4 separate regions of the Mus musculus genome follow, and all the other regions are linked to region 1. The links are chromatin contacts, called in public Hi-C, HiCAR-type and HiChIP or PLAC-seq maps. All regions are on one chromosome and are shown on one strand. The core of a region is the stretch at or near the end of the contact, and the rest is flanking DNA. Distances in the headings are between cores, read along the strand shown.

Evidence for each region. A called contact is a pair of places that touch in the nucleus more often than the background predicts. HiCAR-type assays count read pairs that join an accessible place to other places. HiChIP or PLAC-seq counts read pairs in DNA pulled down with a chosen protein or histone mark.
Region 2: an H3K4me3 HiChIP or PLAC-seq map of embryonic forebrain shows a contact between it and region 1, with 6 times the contacts expected there. The contact joins the promoter of 4931403M11Rik here to the enhancer-like site in region 1. A contact is called at or near these places in 4 of 115 datasets of contacts at active chromatin or transcription factors (astrocytes, embryonic forebrain, embryonic midbrain and 1 more).
Region 3: a contact with region 1 is called in a HiCAR-type map of astrocytes, with 3 times the contacts expected there. The contact joins two enhancer-like sites. A contact is called at or near these places in 2 of 484 Hi-C or Micro-C datasets (the N1E-115 cell line and cortical neurons) and 3 of 115 datasets of contacts at active chromatin or transcription factors (astrocytes, embryonic basal ganglia and stem cell-derived neural progenitor cells).
Region 4: a contact with region 1 is called in a Hi-C map of the N1E-115 cell line, with 6 times the contacts expected there. The contact joins two enhancer-like sites. A contact is called at or near these places in 8 of 484 Hi-C or Micro-C datasets (the 3T3-L1 cell line, the N1E-115 cell line, cerebellum and 4 more) and 5 of 115 datasets of contacts at active chromatin or transcription factors (the NIH/3T3 cell line, astrocytes, embryonic basal ganglia and 2 more).

What each region holds. Positions count from the first base shown.
Region 1 is chr14:25,224,918-25,228,182 of GRCm38.p6, forward strand. No RefSeq gene overlaps it. Among named protein-coding and RNA genes, the nearest start is that of Gm32379, 15 kb to the left of the region's middle. Within about 2 kb of position 1,859, at least 221 of the 459 cell types and tissues checked have an H3K27ac peak or open chromatin away from gene starts, as enhancers often do. A contact at or near this core is called in the N1E-115 cell line, astrocytes, cortical neurons and 3 more, where this site is marked.
Region 2 is chr14:24,616,029-24,619,174 of GRCm38.p6, forward strand. 4931403M11Rik (a long non-coding RNA gene) reads left to right here and starts at 1,437. Exons shown (of 3, transcript XR_874411.2): 1 at 1,437-1,565.
Region 3 is chr14:24,578,354-24,581,460 of GRCm38.p6, forward strand. No RefSeq gene overlaps it. Among named protein-coding and RNA genes, the nearest start is that of 4931403M11Rik, 38 kb to the right of the region's middle. Within about 2 kb of position 1,323, at least 128 of the 459 cell types and tissues checked have an H3K27ac peak or open chromatin away from gene starts, as enhancers often do. A contact at or near this core is called in the N1E-115 cell line, astrocytes, cortical neurons and 2 more, where this site is marked.
Region 4 is chr14:24,642,569-24,645,745 of GRCm38.p6, forward strand. No RefSeq gene overlaps it. Among named protein-coding and RNA genes, the nearest start is that of Gm31775, 21 kb to the right of the region's middle. Within about 2 kb of position 1,648, at least 25 of the 459 cell types and tissues checked have an H3K27ac peak or open chromatin away from gene starts, as enhancers often do. A contact at or near this core is called in the N1E-115 cell line and stem cell-derived neural progenitor cells, where this site is marked.

The DNA of each region.
Region 1 (3,265 bases), core at 609-3,108:
CTGCCAGCTATGACTCTCAAGTGTCTGGCTCTCAGGAGTTCAATGTTTCCTATCACACTCTGTCACTGACGCTTCTTGTCCAGGAATGTGCCCACCCCGTGTGGGACCAAGAGAGAGCAGAATGGCATCTTGTGATGGGCCAGGTACCCACACCCTCTGCTCAAGGACTTTGCTGAGAGCTAAGAATGATCATATCCATTTAACAGATAGGAATCCAGAACTTTCCTGAGGACCCAGAGTTGGACAGGGGACAGTTCAGGGACACAGGCCTGGCTCCTCAAAGATATAAGCCCAATGCCTCTGCCTCTGAATTAAATCCTTTGCCATGATCCACAGATACTTCTAGAAAAGAATTATCATGCCATTGACTGACTTCCCAATGATGCACAGATCACTCCAGAATCCAGGACTTAATGCATGGAGCTTTCCCCACAGGCCTGAGTCCCAAAGATGCTGCCAGCAGAGGATGCCTTAAACCTTCCTCCTGACAGTCTCGCTGGCAGAATCCCAGAACTGCAGTGCTGAGGGACCTGGAAGAAGTCTTTGAAGTCTCCCTCATACGGAGCTGCAGAAAGAGGCTTGTTGTCTTATGCAGAGAGCAGTTGAAGATATCAAAGGGAAGATAGGATGTTAAATTTGAGTGATCAATGTTTAATAGTCAGGGTTGTAAGCTGTCACGAGGGATGCAGTGGGTGGGAAGCCTCACGTACTGTAGGATTTGAGATGACACTGCCCCGGGCTGTGGAGGAGCCCTCTGGCATCCCTGTAAATAGGGAGGACAGATCAAGAGGTACAGGGGTGAGCCCACACTCCTCTGCCTGGCTGCTTATGTGGGGGGCATTGCATAGAATAGGGATGTTTTGGGTGGAAGTAAACCCTCAGATTCTGACCAAGCAGCAACCAATCATACAAATATTGGTCTCTTCTCAACAGGACGGTTAAGGGCCCCCAGAAAGGTAGAGAGGGGTCCACCTTGGATTAAGGAGACCTGAGGATCCAGCCCTTGTCAGGGATAACTTCAACATTGCACTGAAACTTCTCTGGGCAGAAATAGGAGGCTGCATGGACTCTGGGAGAAATGGATGCTAAAGGGGGTGGGACCTTCCTCTGTAGGACAGTCTCAGGGGCAGAGCCTGCCCTTCTGGGTCTCCTAGCATCTATGATGTCTGTTGCCATTCACAAGAGCTTGGAGGAATGTCAGCTCCCTTGCTTTGTGATATCCAGACCCTAGCAGATGGGGTGAGCTCCCCCAACCCAGGCCCTCTGTCAGTCACCCTCACAGGTTGTTCTGTGGCAGGGAACACGGCTCCCTCTGGTCCCTCCCCTGGAGCTCATATGCACGGCTGTGGAGTGACAGGGCTGAGGACCAGAAGGAGCGAGCTCCCTAAAAGCTTTCTTGGCTGAAGAGCAAGAGACAGGCTGGGCTGTCCCCACAGGCAGCCCTCATCTGTTCCCAAATTCGGGCATCCCCAGAGAGCATCAGGAAGGGCTTGGAGGAGTGGAGATGCAGACTGACTGACAGAAGAACAAATCCTGAAACTCCAGCCCCTGTGCCTGGCTAGGCAGGGGCCTCCAGACCTCACATGGCTGCCTGCCACCTCCTGAGCAAAACACAATTTCACGACTCTTTGGGGGATAAAGGATTTTATTTACCTCTTTTCAAAAGCTTCAGAATTCTTCCTGAACATCAAATAACTCCTGGCAAACACATCCTGATGAGTAACACGAAGTGAAATAGAACCAGATGGGCTGACTCGCTCTGGGCTTGCGCGGGAGGGGGAAGGGCGGATCTCACTCACAGAGAGGCTGGGCTGTGGGCCACAGGAAGTGCATCAGGAGGGGGGCACAGCCTTCCAAGCAGGGAGGGGACAAAGTCCCCTGGACTTTGCCGGAGATGGAGTCACACTGCCTGCCATCTGGCTTTGTTGGGAAGAGAAAAGAAATGGGGTTTCCGGCAGCCTGTTGGTGGCACCCCAGCAGTGTGGATCATGCCAAGCCTGGCATCTATGGCACTTGGGACCCAGGGGACTCTGAGACATAAGCTCCTGTGATAGGGAGATTGGATGGCCAGTGTATTTAGAATCCTCTAAGAACCTCCTGAGGACTCCGCGAATTATCCAAACAAGAGTGCTCTCTCTCTCTCTCTCTCTCTCTCTCTCTCTCTCTCTCTCTCTCTCTCTCTCTCTCTCTTGATTTGGTTCCACTCAGCTGAAACACACCATTTCCCAGCCTCTTTTCAAGAGGAAGCACTGTAGCAGCCCTGACCAGTGGGAAGCAGCTAGTGTCTAAGCCACTCCTTCCTTGTGCCATCCTTGACCTCCAGGAGGGAGGCTACAGCTGGAGCTGGAGTTCCACGGATGAGATGAGCAAGTCTGGTGGGGCAGGGAGCCTGAACCGCACATGCTCTGTGGAGCCACTGACTTATCCTTGAACATCTCTGGCCTTGTGCCTATCCGTGAGGATGTGCTGCTGTGGGGTTAGGCAGACGATATTAGGGTTCTCTGGATCCTGACACCAGACCAGTGGCTCCAGTCCCAGGGAAGCAGTCCTAGCAATCCAGACTGCATCAACTAATCTCTTATGCTCCAGAGACTCCCATGCCTCATGTAGCTGTCCCAGTTGCCTTAGGGGTCTCCTGCCCAACTCCTTCAGGAGGCTCTTGCCACTTCCACGGCAGCAGAGGCCACTAGCCCCAGTGTTCAGCCTGCCGCGCCCCCCCCCCCCCCGTGACCTCTCCAGACGGTAGCCTGTCTTTTAAGAGCAGAATGTTAAAACTGAGGGTACCGACCCTCTAGCTTATCTGGGTGTGGTCATCTTAACATGGGGTTAGATAAAATGAAACTTGTGTGTGGCAAACCAGGCCATGTTAGTCACCCAGGGTGGTAAGAGAGCCACATGGGAACTTGGAAAGCTTATCCATTGATTTTTTTTTTCTGGCATGGACTTTAACGGCAGGATCTCTTAGATGACAAACATCTGAAGCAGAACTTTTACATGTAAGGCAGACTCTGACGGGCCTCTTCTGGGAAGTCCTGGAGATTCTGCAGAGCACTGTTGGAAGTCACCGTGGCTGAAAGCAAAGGAAAATGCAGACAGCTAGCAAGCTGGGCAGAGCTGGGAACAGCAGCAGAGTTTGACTGCTAGTGGTTCCCAGCTCCTCCACACCAAAGGCCCCAATATTGGACACATGCGCTTCTTCCAGCAGATTCTTAATTGGGGCTCCAGGCCATCCATAGGCGAGGCTTCCAACCTGCAGCCCCGGCTT
Region 2 (3,146 bases), core at 187-2,686, 610 kb before region 1:
TTTCCCACATTAGCACCAGAGAGGCTTAAATGCAGCCTTAGGATGACTGCTGTCTGGGTGTTATTGTAAGAATGGGTGGGAAACATTGTCTTCTCTTGCATTCTTCACAGAGTTCCTTGCACCTAATATTTCACCCCAGTGTCAGCAAATATTAGTTGTTCAGTACTTATGATAATCAGCTTATGTCTTCCGAGAGTGCTATGAACATGGACAATGATTTTAAGCTAGGCTCATAGAATGATATAGCCAGTGTGTGAGTCTGTGGAATCTATGCCTGCCTGAAGTTCCCCAGTCTCTTTTCCATCCCTGGCAGGCTTCACTAGGAAGGCCGGACGTGGAGGCTGAGAATCTGTTTGGACAAATAGGAATTCAGACAAGCAGCATTTCATTGGCTCCTTCAGTCTTTGCAAAATGGGGATCTAAAGCTCTGGAATCATGTGTGTGTGTGTGTTTGGGGGGTGGTGACTACAGTGGGCTCTGGAGGAGCCCACCCTTAACCCGTGGGAATCGGGGCAGTGTGGTGCTAGCCAGATGCTAGCTAGCCGGATAGCTGACAGTAGGGGACCCACTGTGGGTTGCTTCTTCTCTCAAAGAAATCACAGTCAGGTGTCCTTATCCTCTGAGGGTTAGGCCCGATGCCAGGGTTGTGTACATCAGAGTGGAATTGAGGTTCTTGCTTGGGCTTGTGTCAGTTCTGAGCTTAAGATAAAGGTGCTGTCAGATGCAGCCTTCTGGTGAGTTTTATTTGGTCTGCCATTTTAAAACAATGTCTTCACAGGCAAGTTCACATGTCTGCTTTCTTTTAAAAAAAAGAAGTAGGAGGGGAGAGGAAAGGAGGACGACGGAGAGGAGGAGGGGGAGGAGAAGGAGGAGGAGCAGCAGGAGGAGGAAGAACTGGGTTTCTTATTCTTCTGAGATAACAAATGCGGAGCTGGGATCAGCAGGGATGAGGGGGTAGCAGCAATGGATCATGGGACTCACCTGTGTTATCTTCTGTCCTGACCTGTGGCCTGGCCTGAGGTCACAGCCAAGGAAAATATTCTGATACAGTGGAGTACCTTTGTGACTAAGACATGAGACCAGAATGCTGCCACGCAAGCTGTGTGTATTCACGTGAGAGAATGTCAGAACTGGCAAAGCTCCTGTTGGACTTTCTTCCTGACTCTCTTGGAAAGGGAACCTGAAGCTGACGAGAGATGAGCCCAAGGTTCCCTCATGAGTGATGGCACCAGAGACCAAACCTCAGATCTCTTCACCCACAATCAGGAGTCTTTCTGGTTATCAGAGGGTCTTTGTCGCCCCCTCCTTCCTTTCCTAGCTCTCATTCATAGCCATCAGCTCCCTTGCAGACTGGGGAGAGATTGTGATGAGGGCGGCTGAGCAATAAATGGGAGGGGAGAGGCCAGGGGCTGCTCAGGATAAAGGATGAATGCAGGAGCGTTCAAAAGCCACTGGGCACTGAGCGAATTAAGCCATGCCTGTCTCCGTTGCCCGGGTACTCTTTATACATCACATAATGCCATTGTTCAGTCAGAACCCGGGGCCAGAATCCTCAGGCTTTGCAGGTAGCAGCCAGAGCCAGCTCGGCAGCAAGAGAGGGAGTGGGAGAGGATGGGATATTTCAGCTTGAGAGCAGCAGCTGTATAATAGAGCCAGGCTGGGTTGTCTCTGGGCCCCACTGTCCCTTCTCCCACCTCAAAGTAGCAGCATGAATCAGTTCACTGCGGCAATGGTCCAGGCGATGTGACTTGCATTCTTATCAGCTACCTGATTGCGGTCCCTGGATGTGTGAGGCACAGGATGTGCCTGGCATATCAACCATCTTCCTGGTGCTGCAGCTCCTGCTAGTGAAGGCAGAGCAGGGCATCCTTCAAGACCAGCACTGGCCTTTATCTTGTCTGAGTCTCTGGGACAGTCCAAAATCCTAGAAATGCTTTAGATAGGGCCCCAGTCTGTCTCAAAGATGCCCCAACAAGCCCCTGTGTTTCCCAGCAGACAAAGGATGGAAGGGGGATGAATTGCACACAGTCTAGAGGCTGCTGTTACTAATATATTATTCTGACACACAATGAACTGCAAAATTTCCCCCAAAATGAAGAGCTTGGGTCTTTGGAGGGTCTGCATAGATCCGGCAGAGTTCAACCCTGTGCAAACCTTGGCTTTCCTGGAGAGCCGGGGATACCAGGCTCCCCACCATGACCCCAAGGGGATGGCACCTATTGAGAAGATGCATCTCCCCAGCCAGGACCTCATTTAGGGATGGTTGGACAACGGCATGCTTGCTTGGTTGTTGGGGGTGGGGCTTCACAAACCTCCCAACAGAGCACTCTGAACAACAATCCTTCAAAAATGGTGGCGCTTATCCTCTTCTGACAAAGGACTGAGTGGAGCTCTCCCCGGAGGTGGGATGAAGCACACATTGCCTTTTATCTCCCCTTCGCTTTGAGAGGGGAGCCGGCTGGTGCAGAGCGTGGTGGGGAGCCATAGAGAAGGCACTCTGGAATGAAAAGCATAATCTCTCGCTCCCAAACCAGGAGGGGAGGTAGCTTTCATCCCCGTGTGTGCGTGCATGTGTGCGAGGCTCTCCATCCTGGAGGCATCTGAATGGGAGTGAGGGCTTGGAAGGATGCTACACAATGCAGTGCTATATTGCCTCTCCCCGGGAGCCCAGAGCAGGCCAGGGGTACACAGCATCTAACTTTGAAACCAAGCCTCCAATCAGCGATTTAAATAAGAAATATAATCTCATTGAACACCAAGAGCTGTCGCTCGGAGACGCTTCCATTTACAAGGCACTTGAAGAAAGTCCCCAAGCCTCCAGTTTATCAGAACAGCCAGCTTTGGACTATTTCCCTGCAAGAGAGATGCTGGGAGGAGGGGAAGCTGGAGTGGCTGCTAGGAATCCAGGCTGCAGGCAGCTCTGTGTGTGTGTGTGTGTGTGTGTGTGTGTGTGTGTGTGTGTGTGTGTGTGTGTGTGACGTGCTTGCCTTCTCTAGGAAGGATGTGGGTGAGATCTCCAGCCACGTGGTGCTCTGAGAGGTCACTGTGGACTTCCTGGCTCTGGATGGGGGTGGGGTGGGGTGGGGTCTCACAGTTTTGTCTGTCACACTTTGGGGACATTATTCTGAGCAACTGCTACATTTCTT
Region 3 (3,107 bases), core at 73-2,572, 650 kb before region 1:
GCAGCATCTGCATGGGAAGGGTGCTATGTGTGTGTATGTGTATACTGGTATATACAGGTGTGGATGTTTATGTGTGGATACTTGTGTATGTGTTTGGCCATATTCCTAGGTCCTTGTGTTGGCATCAGCATCTGTGTTTGGTGCCGCATGTGTGTGTGAGAGAGTGTCTGTGCAGGGGAGGGCCTGGGCTGTGGAGTTAGGGGTCTTCTCTTTGCTCCCAACAGATGGCCCAGCAAATGAGTCCCCCTCTGCCACCTGCCTGATGCACTCTCTAGGGCTCTGCTTCCTCCCTCCAGTCCTGCTGGCAGCCCTAAGCTGTTTCCTCCCTCCCTCACTTCCCCCTGACATCTGCCCTCCTTGGCTGGTGAGTGGAAAAGATGGTGTTAGGAAGAGCTGAGATGCCGGGCAGGCCTGGCCTGCACCCACTTTGGCAAGACCAGAGAGTAGGTGGGGGCTCTAAAGTTTCGTTCTGTCCTGTACACGTGTATATGTGCACCTGTGTGTGCTCATGTGTGTGCATGTGTGTGTCTGGGACTGCAGCAGGGAGGGTGCAGCGTGCTGCTGTCTCCTGTGCCTGGGCTCTGTTGTCAGGGCTCTGTCGTCAGGGTGGCAGGCCGCCCAGGATAGCAAGCCTGTGCTTTGCAGACAAAAATGCCAGATGGTGAGGATAGGGGGTGTTCCTGGCCTGGCTGCCAAGGGCGAGGAGGCTTCTGTGCTCTGGAGAGCAGGCCTGTGAGGCTCATGTGGGCTGCTGTGGCTTCTTGTTTTGTTTTGTTTCTTCGTGGGAAGATGTCATGTATTTTGCATATCTCAGGATTCATTTCCCTTTGGGTTTCCATCAGCTTGTTAAACAATATGGCTCTCAAGTTCCAGCTATTTTGAAGCAAGAAGAGTACAGTTTCCTGCAAGGGAGACAAAAATCCTTATTTTATTCAGGAAATATGTATTTATAGAGTAGTTCGAACAGCATCATCAAAGGGGATAGCTGGGGAGGCTCGGCTTCTAGATTGTCAGCGAGCCCCAGGGTGGACAGAGGTGGATCTGTTCCATCCAGCAAACGGAATCATCCAAACTGTGCTTCCTACTCCAAACTAGATCCGTTCTGGGTAATCACTACACACCATGGCGGGGCCAGGCTTGCTCAGGTACACAGCAGGAAGGCATCAGACTGAGCTGTGTGTGGCCCATTCCTACCAGCACTGTGTCTGCTGGAGAAAGCCCGATGCTTTGTTTGCACCTGAATAACCCTTAAGCAGCCTCCCTGCTGGCCGGGAACTGTGAGAGGGCCTATTGGGTGTGAGAAGCTGAGGGGTAGGAGGCCCTACTGACGCCTGCTTGCAAACACAGCTGGAATCCTGGTGAAAGGAAGCAAGTTCTGCAAGGGAAACTGTTAGCTGCTCACAGAAACAGCCAACTCCCTGACTCCAGCATCAGCATTCTGTGCCTGCTCCCAGACCCTGGAGATTCTTCATGTTGAATAAGGTCCAACTCCCTCATCCCAGGGCCCAAGCCATGGGATTTATCATCTATTCTGTCACTGGGGCAGAAGCGATGGCTCAGTGGGTAAGACACTAGCTGCACAGGCATGAGGACCTCGGTTTGGATCCAAGCACCCTCATAAAAGCTGGGCATGGCCATGCACATCTCTATTTCTGGTGCTGAGGGGCATGGAAGCAGTAGGAATCCTGAAGTTTACTGCCCAGACAGCCTAACTAAAAAAGTTGGTGAACTCTAGGCTCAGTGAGAAACCCTGTCTCAAGAGACTATGGCAGAGAGTGGCATACAGAACGTTTAGCATCTGCCCTCTAATCTTACACACACATATGGACACATATCCACCCATGCATGTTCACACACATGTATACAACATATACATATGTATGCCAAATAAACCTAGTCCCCCAAACCTAGAAAATATGCATTTTTCTTTTCTTTCCTTCTTTCCCTCCTTTCTTCCTCCTCTCCCTCCCTCCCCCCTCTCTCCCTCTCTTCCTTCCCCTCCCTCCTTCCCTCCTTCCCTCCTTCTCTCTCTCTCTCTCTCTCTCTCTCTCTCTCTATTTGTTTGAAACAGAGTCTCTCTGTATAGCAATGGCTGTACTGGACTCACTATGTAGGCTACCTTAAATTTATAGAGATCTACCTGCCTCTGACTCCAGATTCTGGGATTAAAGGCATGTGCTGCCATACCTGGTCAGGAACTATTTCCTTATTATTTGTATATTATATTAATATATATTAATGTTAATTAATATTAATACAATATCTTGACAAGCTATTATAGCAGCAGATACATCAGAGAGAAAGTCAACTATCACTCAGGATGTCCTGAAAAGCCTGTCACTATGTGCAGAAAGCCTGTCCTATACCTTGCATGTCTTCGTGCCCATGTTTCTTCTCTCCTGGTTTGCCTAAACATCCCCTTCATTCTCTCCTCATGATCCTCTCATGGGCTCTGGATAAAAGAGCCCCATGTGATGTTTGCCTGAAATGTCAACTTTGTGTCCTTGAGCTCTGAGGGTTGGAGATTGTGCACCCATCCTGGCATGGGACGTTGGTCCTGACATGTGGGAGGCATTCTATTTGCTCCCTTTCACAGATGTGAGTTGCAGCTTGAAAACAAACTGATCCACCTGTATTGTTATTGTCTTCACCAGGTGAGCATTTGTGGTTTGTGTGTGTGTGTATGGATTGGGTGACAATGATCTGTCCGCTGGTCATGCAAAAAAGAGCAGAGCCCAAACCCACCAGGAAATAAAAGATACTGAGATGGAAGTCTTTGGCTCTCCTTTTCTCTTTACAACACTATTCTGGTAGAATCCATTTCTGCTCTAGTGGGAACAGCAGATAAGCCTGAGGGGAGAAACCTTCCTACCAGAAAACTCCTATCCATCCTTTAGCGTAAAGTTCAGAAGTCACCAACTTTTGACTGGGGATAAATAAAGTGAACTTAGGAAGTCATGGAGAGTATAGCCTCTTGTGTCTGGGTTATGGGGCATGATGTGATGATGTGAGTCTGTATGTTTGGGGTGTGGGAGCGTGTGTGTGTGTGTGTGTGTGTGTGTGTGTGTGTGTGTGTGCATGTGAGTACAGAGGGGATAATGGAGAAG
Region 4 (3,177 bases), core at 398-2,897, 580 kb before region 1:
TCTGGAGAGACAGAGACCGAGAAACACTTCCAGACAATAAAGGGCTGACCATAGATACTGGAGCAGGCATCTGCATGTGGGCAGAAACTCTCCACCATGATCCCATTTGCTACAGAGGCTGTTCTTACATTGGCAAGGGGCCCTTGTGGTGTGGTTCCAACCTTCTAGGTCCCTTCTGTTTTTGCCTACAGCTGATCTTCTGGTGGCCTCACAGCTCAGCAAGGCTGGTAAAGTTGGAAAGAAGGCAGAATCCTTCTGTAGGAACCTGCAACTTCCTGCTGAGAGATGACCCCATGGGGTGGGGTGGAGTGGGGGTTGGGATTAATTTTTGGTAAAAGAAGTGTCAGCTGAACACACAGTTTTCAAATTGTTGACTATGGTATTAAGTAACAGGCAGACTCTTGTCCAATGGATGTTATTAAAATTAACTGTTTTAGCACTACATTTAGAATCAAAACCAATCTGTCGCTCCTAAATTGGTTTCTTTCAGCTGCTATTTGCGGGTAAAACGAACAGTTTTAACAATTACCTCTCCAGTGCAAATCATAAACCTGATTTACAGGAAAACACTTAATCTACTGCCCTTGACTGTACCCAGAGCTGCCAATTAGATGGTGGTAAATTTCTCTGAGTGTCAATTTGCTTCCCAGACAGCAGCTCAGACCCAGGGTCTCCATCACCTGTGGGTCCAGAGACCAGGGCTTTGGCTGGGATGTTCCTTTGGAAAAGGTGGGCATTCCATAGCAAACGACTGTCCATCTGGAGTTGGGTTGCTGGGGAGTCCTCTGCTCTAGGCTATTAATTTGAATTGTAAAAACACAAGTGGAATACTAGTATTAACCCACTCAGAGCTAGTTGTTAGAGTGAGAGACTCAGAATGCTTGGATAGGAAGACCCTGAAGATCATGACTTCATGCATCAAACATTGCTTAAGCAGCTATCTCTCCATCCTCTGACAAGATGGGGCCAACCCATGGTTCCTCAGTGAACTCACTAAAAGGAAAGATAGGGGCAAGACAATGTCATTCATGGTTTGATAACTCTGCCTTCATACTCTTTGTGTGTGGTGTGTGTGTGTGTGTGGGGGGGTGAGGGTTGTGTGATACCTTCTTGTGTGCAGTGCACTTGGAGGTTAAAGTCGGGTGTCCTCAATCGTTCTACACCTTAATGTTTCAACTGAGTCCCTTGCTGAACCTAGAGCCTAGCCAGGGTGGCCATGAAGCTCCTGGAATCATGTCTCCTCCCAGTACAGTGATTACAGGTGTGTTCTACTGCACCCAGCATTTTAAGTGGGTTTTGGGGACTTGAACCCAGGTCCTTGTGTTTGCACTTTACCCACTGATATGTCCGAGAGGCGATGATGGTGCTCAGAGCACTGGGGTGGGAAGTTAACAGAGAGAGACTTTACAGGAGTCCTTGTTCTAGTGGGGCCTTGAGGACTACATAGGAGTTTTGCAGGTAGAGAAGGAGAGTAAAGGGTCGCTCGGCAACCAACTTGCAAACTCTAGTCATCAGGGAATTTTAAGCAAGGTGATCCATGACACCAGAAGGTCTCTTTTGAAAAGTTTTGAGTTGGGCTAGCTAATGTACTGCTGAAAACCCTTTCTAAGCTAAGAAAACAAAAGGCCATAGCACTGAGGTGCCTGGTGCCAGTTGGCAGGGACTGTAAATGCCAGGAAGTTCTGAGTTGTAGATTAGAGGACGGTCCCTGGGTATTGTGAGAAGTCAGAAAGCATATGCAAACCATATGCAAATGAGATGCAAGCCAGCACCTGCTGTGGGCTTTGTGTACTCAGGCACTCGGTGCCTCAGGGAGGTAAGCTGGCCGGTCTTTAGAGCTCTGACTAGATGTACCAGACATTAGGTTCTGTGTGAGAAAGAAAAGTGCATCAAGACTTCTCTGGGAGAGAAAAAAGTCCCAGGTTGTAAACTCCAGAAGGGAGGGATGAAGCCCAAGGAGTTGCAGAAGCTTGGAGGCCTCGCTGGCTGAGTGTGTCCCGGTGACAGTCAGGATGCTTATGCCTCTGCCCAGATCTGAGCAGTCTCTGGCTGAAAGGATTCCCCAGAACTAAGGCTGAGTATACAGGGGGTTGTGCTTTCCTTGATCTGCCGTCTTCTGGATCAGCCTCCCTCTGTGAGTCAGAGCTGGTTTGACCCAGTGTTGGTGGTGTATTATCCTGGACCCCTCTCAGGGGACTCAGTGGTTACCTTTGGCCCTGCCTACCTTGAAGATGTACCCAGCAGTTGTGGACTGAGGCTCACTGGACTCCTGCGAGTAGAAAGCAAACACGGGGCACAGGAGAAAGGCAGTTTTACACTCAGATCTCTCTCTACTTAGGACTTGCATCAAGAAGCAAGAGGCCATGGTGGGGAGATAGCTCAGTGACTAAAGTGCTTGCTGCATAAGCATGAGGACCCAAGTTCAAATCCCCAGCACATATGGAACAAGATGGGCGCGTAGCATGTGCCTGTAATCTCAGGACTAGGAGCTGAGACAGAAGGTCCTGGGGACTCTGCTCAGTCAGTTTAGCTGAAGCAGCAAGCTTCTGAATTGTGAAAGGAAGTTATACAAAACTGACTTCTAGTCCCCGGCACACACATGCTCATGAGTGTGTGCAGCATACGACAGCCCCCGTCCAGTGACACAGAAGGATGAGGACCCTCCCCTAGGGGACAAGCATGGCTGCCTTCAGGTAGTTTCCAAAATTACTGCCTAGTTGGCTGTATGGTCTTGGACAGATTTCCTCTTTGGCAATAAATCTGTGCCTGAGAAGTTGACCAGATGTTCAAAGGGGATCTTCTCCCGTTGAGGAGAGCGTCTGATCTAGTTGGTAGGCATTTGCATACCTGCTAAGACCTGCATGGCTTTGGACTTGACCTGACTGCGGCAGGGAATGACCTGACAGGGAATGGAGATATGGCACATATAGGTCACCTAAAGCTGGGATTAGGTGGGCTATGCACTCTGATGGAGACACACCAGCAGCCCTGAAGCTCATCACATTTATGGTATTCAACACAAACAGGCTGGGTAGTAGGGGTGGGGGTGTCTCTGTTCTACTCTGAGGCTGAGGTCATCTTGAATATATTGGCATCTTTGACATGACTGTGCTCATGACAACAGTACACATTCATTCAGGACTTCATCATCTCCGCCCCCCCCCCACCTGCCCCTTC